2 separate regions of the Anas platyrhynchos genome follow, and region 1 is linked to region 2. Evidence: chromatin contacts called from public Hi-C data. All regions are on one chromosome and are shown on one strand. Each heading gives the region's core, a stretch centred on a gene start, on an enhancer-like site or on the middle of the called end of the contact. The rest is flanking DNA. Distances are from core to core; before and after follow the strand shown. Region 1 overlaps TP53I11 (tumor protein p53 inducible protein 11). Region 2 overlaps CD82 (CD82 molecule).

Region 1 (2,700 bases), core at 27-2,526, 180 kb after region 2:
GCACCTCCCTGAGCCTTCCTCGAATTCTTTGCTTGCCTCCCGCAGAGGGGCTGGTGGGAGGGGACCCGCATGACGCTGCTCTCCCCAAATTTTCACCTGGCAATGCTACCAGCATCAGGTTACACACTGAGTCATGCCAGTAAGTGGAAAAGGAAACCATTTTAGAACAAAAAGGGACTAACAAAAAAAAAAGTTATAATTATAAATGCAAAATTACCGACACAACCCCCCCTCCCACCCTTCCCATGACAAAAAGCCCAGGAATTAGACTTTCTTGGGACGGCGTCCAACTTGGTAATAATAATAAATGCTGATGAGGACGAAGAGGATTCGGCTGACCAGGAGGAGCACAGCACCCGTGGCTATCCGGCTACTCTCAACCAGGGAAACCGTGGTAACTGGAGGAGAAGGAGGGAGATAAGGCAGAGGTTGGTGACGAGAAACAAACAGATCTGAGCAGCACAGAGCTGTTTTCTGCTGCCCTCTAACGTAGCTTTTTGGAGGGACCAGCTGAGCCTTGTGAATACAAAAGCTGTCACTGCAGGCCCACCAGTCTCACACTCAGCAAACCTGCAACACACAGCTCTTACACCGCTTGATTTGACAGCTTCAAAATTAGGCACAGGGCCTGTGGGTCACAAAGCTCCTATTTATAGAAACGCTTCCCTAAAGGCAATTCTGCCTTCAGGTAGCCAGCCTGAAACATGAACTCGAGCAGGTGTGAATTTCCCATTTGCTCAGGTCTTAATCATGGAATCTGCATGTTGCTTTGTGGCTTAACCACTCCAGTGCTGATAAATATTTGCCAAATGCAGAAGCACGAATGAAAACACATAGTCCACTCACACTACCCGTTTTCTGAGCAGCTCCCTTTTTGGTTAATAACAGAAGTTACCCTAGAACAGTTAGCGAACAGCTCTCTCCTCCCCACCCTGAGCATGGGCACACAGCACACACCTCCTGCCCAGCCCAGCTACTCACCCAGGAACTGCACAGCGAAGTAGCATGCCTCCGTCAGCAGGGTCCAGCGGATGATGACTTTCTCAGCTGTGTACAGGGCATTCCACATGATGAGCGAGATGCCTGCAGAGGGACAGCAGCACAACTGCTCTGAGGGAAGGCGAGGACCACCAGGAAAGGGCAGCCCACCTGCCTGTTCCCCAGGTGAAACATTTTGGCCCCCACGGGGGAGGCAGAGGGAAGCAGCACAGGCAGCAGCTGCACTCTCCCCTTGCTTGGTGTGGCTGCTGCATTTCCAGCTGTCCCCACGAGATGCTGCTGCAGCCTGCGGGAAGCAGCCAGCCACCAGCCTGCCAGTGCAAGGGCATCCCACCCTGGCTGCCTGCCCTCAAGCCCAGCCACCCCTCCAAAAACACTCCCTGCGCATTCCCTCGCAGCCTGGGAGCAGCAGTGGCTGCAGCACACGGTGCAGAGCTAACCAACCCTCTGCGTTTTCATTCCTCCACTCATTTTCTTTTCCAGAGGGTTTCTCCAGGCTCCCCTCAAGCCCCTCACCCTCCCATCTGGCCCCATCTCTTGTGCCATACGCGAGGTCCCCCCCAGGCACCGCAATCACAGGATGCGGGAGCCTGAGACCTTGCTAGGAAAAAGCAACAGAAGCTGAGCTTTACAAGAGACCCATAAAAAAAAAAATTCCAACAGCAGCTGTTTCCAAACACAGAATTTGTCTGCTCCTGCCCTTTTGGCCTCTCGCCCTATTGCTCTACAGGGCAGCATCACACCCCAGATACTGGCACAGCACTCACTGAGGAGGGCTCCTCCATAGAGCCGGATGGGAGTCTTGCTGCTCGCCGATTCCTCGTTGAAGACGGTGTCGTAGAGCTGGTCAGGGAAAGCGAGGGCCTGGCGGAGGCATGGGAGAGACTCAGCAGCACTTTCCCAGAGCCATCAAAACGCGCTGTCTCAGGCAGGGGAAAGTGGTGCTCTGACATTGAGACATGAGGTGACCAGAACCATCGGCCAGGAAATTGGGAATTAAGGAGGCACGAGAAGTATCAGCGTGTCAGCTGCTGGCTTCAAGGCCGGTTTCTGTGACCAAGGCTGCCGTGCCGTGTGTGGTTTATGAACCTGCTAATGGAAACAGACTCTGGCAATGGGAACAAACAGCCAAGGACACTGCTGACAAGCCCATTACAGAGACGCAGGGAGGGCAAAGGGCTCTCACGAGAAAGCAGCGGCAGTTGTTGAAGGCAAAGGAGGGGGAATAAGTGGCCAAGGAGCCACACTGTGGCATCCAGGAGCTGGTGGTGCCCAGGACTGCAGCCCTCACTTACCATGATGGCCACCCCGGAAAACATAACGGCGGAAACCAGCTGCCAGACCCTGCACAGGAGGGAAAACAGAGGGCCCAGAGTGAGCACGGGGGTGAGCCTGTCGCCCCTGCTTCACAATGCATTCCCAGCTGTCCGCGTGGTTATTAGCCTCTGTCCTCCCTCCTCACCCAACTGTGGCAGCCGTGGGTCTTCTGCATGAAGACGTGGTTCCCCAGACACTGCTAGCTCGAGCCTCACTAGCAACACAGAGCTGAACCCCCCTCACCCAAGCAGAGGAGAGAATTGGACCTGCAAAGAGGACAGGGAGGTCCTCTGGCCTCTGTGATTCCCAGCACCTGCCAAGGGACTGGAGCTCATGGCCCTCAGGCTGGTTTATGAGGGAAAAAAGCAGAGCCAGGATGGTCCT
Region 2 (2,700 bases), core at 157-2,656:
AGCCATGGAGTGGTGTAGAGTATAAGAAAGTTAAGAAATGTGAGTGGAAAAACTGCCCCAACCTCTTAAATAAGGGAGCTGGGCAGATATCCTCAGTCCTTGAGGTGGCTTGGGCACAACAGATCTCCTGCAGTTGCATATGCATGCAATAAATACCTTGGCAGCAAGAAGCTGTGAGGGAGAGAAGTGGATGGTCCTTGCCCGAGATGTGATGCGAGGTACGTGGTGAAGAGAGCCTTTGCCTTACAGAAATGGTCCCAGGACAGTCAGCCCTGCTTTTGTCAGGGCTGGGGTTGGTAGTAGTAGCCCTAGCAGCAGCTCAAAGGCATGGCTTCCCTACCCACTCAACTTCCCCTCTGGCAAGAAAGGCCCGTGCAGGGGGACAGAGCCCCAGCAGTGGGTCCCTGCAGTGTCCTTTTGTGGTGACTGGGGAGAGTAGATATGACTGGACAACTGATTTATTTTTTTTGGATGTCTGATAAGGCTTTGCTACTCTGAGACCCCTGCCCTCTCTTGCACAGACCCTTCCAGCTGACCTTTGGCTATAGCAGAAGGCACCTTTCGTAGCAGTAAAGCTTGCTAGCTTCCATAGTATAAAGTCTATTCTCTAACGTGTTTTTATTTGCAAGATTCCTGTTAAGTTACAGATGCCAACGCTGAGCAGCAAGTAAAAAGAAGCCCATGCTGGTTTTTTTTTGTGTTTTTTTTTTGTCTGTTTTTAGCAACATCTTCCGACTGGAAGAAATGCATGTACAGATGTAAAAGTCTAGAGGGTGAATATTTCTGTAATAAAGACTTTGCTAAAAAAAAAAAAAAAAAAAAAAAAAAACTCTACTCTGGCTAAGCCTTGTGCATTGTAGTGGTTTCTCCTTCCTTCCTCTCTGTCCCCTTCTGCTTTACATGCAAATCACTGACACCTTGTTTGTTTCAAGTAGCAAAGGCCCTGCCAAAAAGCAGGAAGTATGTGCCATTACCCTTCTGAGGGCTTCAGAAGTTCTTCTGCAGTCTGTGGGTGAGATTAGTGTGGCCTATGAAAATACTGCCCCTCAGAGGGAGGTGACAATTTTCCTAGCTGTGTGTTCTAGCGTAAACTTTTGCTTTAGAAAACATCTAATTGTGACGCAAGTCCTCTATGTTCAAAAAAAGCAGAGTGAAGTTTGATGAGAATGAAGTGCTGGGGTGCTCCCAGTAAGCACCAGTGGCAACTGGTCTGAAGTCAAGACTCGAGTTACCCTGATCAGCCAAAATGGAGCAAGAGGTGCTGGAGGGGATCTTGGACTCAAGCAATATGCACTGACCTGTCTGATTTGGGAGCAGAACTTGCTCCTTCAGACTGTGCTGGGCCCCAGCTGCCTGAGCTGTGGAAACCACTTGCCTTTGGCCACTGGAGGGAGGTGTTTTACCAGGAAAGCTCCAGCCTGAGTGCTGTGGTATCACCAGCCTTGACTGGTCCCTTGGGGGGCGAGATGATGACACTGATCACTTCCTTCTGCTCCTAGTTACTCCTGGCAGCAGGGTAGCTAAAATAACTTGTAATTACAAATGTATTCTCATAAACGATTTGCGCTGCCTGCTTGGCATTTTAGGGATAATTTTTCCTTCCATCTCTCAGAGCAGCACGCAGTTGGATATTTTGCTGTGTGTCTTCTACTACTGTATATGGGTTGTGCTTACTTCTGGGGCTTCTGCCTGAAGTAGCTCTGGAAGCTGAAGATAGCACAAGGAGCCTCTCCTGCTGCTTTTTTTTCTTATCCCCATCTTTTTCTTGTTTTCCTTTGGAGGGTAGGTTGGGAGGAGGCTAGGAGGGGATATGATATTTATGTGTCCTAAAAAGCACTCTAGAAAAATAAAGCCTTCAGACTGTTAGAGAGCAAAAACCCTCCTGCTGTTCCTGAGGTGTACTTGAATCTTGGGCCAGGCTCCTGGCTTATCTCTGAAGGTGAAGGTTTGCTGCTGGAACTAGAAATCAGACAGACTTCTTAGGAGCTGCGGTGTTTGTCTAGCAAAACCCAGAGTACCAGCGTCTGCAGTAGCTCAGCACATGGAAGTATTTTGTGTGTAACGAACAAGCTGCTATATAGCTGTCCCAGGCCAGTAATTAATATTGTACGAGTACAGTTGTGACCTCCCTGTGGCCTGAAGTAAGGCCCCTGGTAACAAACTGGTGACATTCTTCGTTCTGCATAATCACGAGGAACTCGGAAGCTGCTATAACTCTTCCCGTGAGACACTTTCCCTTCTGGAAAGAGAAGAGGAATTGCACTAGAGTTAGCATGGGTAAGTCTGCAGGTCACAATGCATCTTGTTCTTTGTCATGGTTTCTGCATGGCACGTACTGGAATGTGATGTGTGGCAGCTGTTCTCGGCTCTGCAGCTCTCCCACATGGTGGTGTGCCTGGTCCTGGCCAGCTTGGCTCAGGATTGAAGATGAGTTTGATAGGAGGCCAAATTCTGGTTGCTGATGGACAGACTGCAAGCGGTGGTGTCAGACTGCCGCGGCTGGGAAAGGTGAGGAACAGCAGCTATCAGGGCTCATTGCTGGAAAGCCTGAGGACTATGGGATTCCCACAAATGCATTTTCACAGCCAGTTGCTGCCACTAAATGCCATAAATGGAGAACACGCCCTCAATTATTCATGGTCTGGCTCTAACCCATTAGCCTCTGAGACTCTTGGCTCTAGCCCTGGCCTTTTATTACAA

What was found. A called contact is a pair of places that touch in the nucleus more often than the background predicts.
Region 1: a Hi-C map of subcutaneous adipose tissue shows a contact between it and region 2, with 3 times the contacts expected there. The contact joins two enhancer-like sites. A contact is called at or near these places in 5 of 8 Hi-C or Micro-C datasets (F1 follicle, F5 follicle, liver and 2 more).

What each region holds. Positions count from the first base shown.
Region 1 is chr5:52,818,690-52,821,389 of IASCAAS_PekinDuck_T2T, forward strand. TP53I11 (tumor protein p53 inducible protein 11) reads right to left here. Exons shown (of 7, transcript XM_038179417.2): 4 at 2,295-2,343; 5 at 1,767-1,863; 6 at 982-1,083; 7 at 1-398. The coding sequence ends at 265. Among named protein-coding and RNA genes, the nearest start is that of TP53I11, 16 kb to the right of the region's middle. Within about 2 kb of position 1,277, at least 3 of the 8 cell types and tissues checked have an H3K27ac peak or open chromatin away from gene starts, as enhancers often do. A contact at or near this core is called in subcutaneous adipose tissue, where this site is marked.
Region 2 is chr5:52,635,850-52,638,549 of IASCAAS_PekinDuck_T2T, forward strand. It overlaps CD82 (CD82 molecule), which reads left to right. Exons shown (of 9, transcript XM_027458168.3): 9 at 1-689. Among named protein-coding and RNA genes, the nearest start is that of CD82, 33 kb to the left of the region's middle. Within about 2 kb of position 1,407, at least 1 of the 8 cell types and tissues checked has an H3K27ac peak or open chromatin away from gene starts, as enhancers often do. A contact at or near this core is called in subcutaneous adipose tissue, where this site is marked.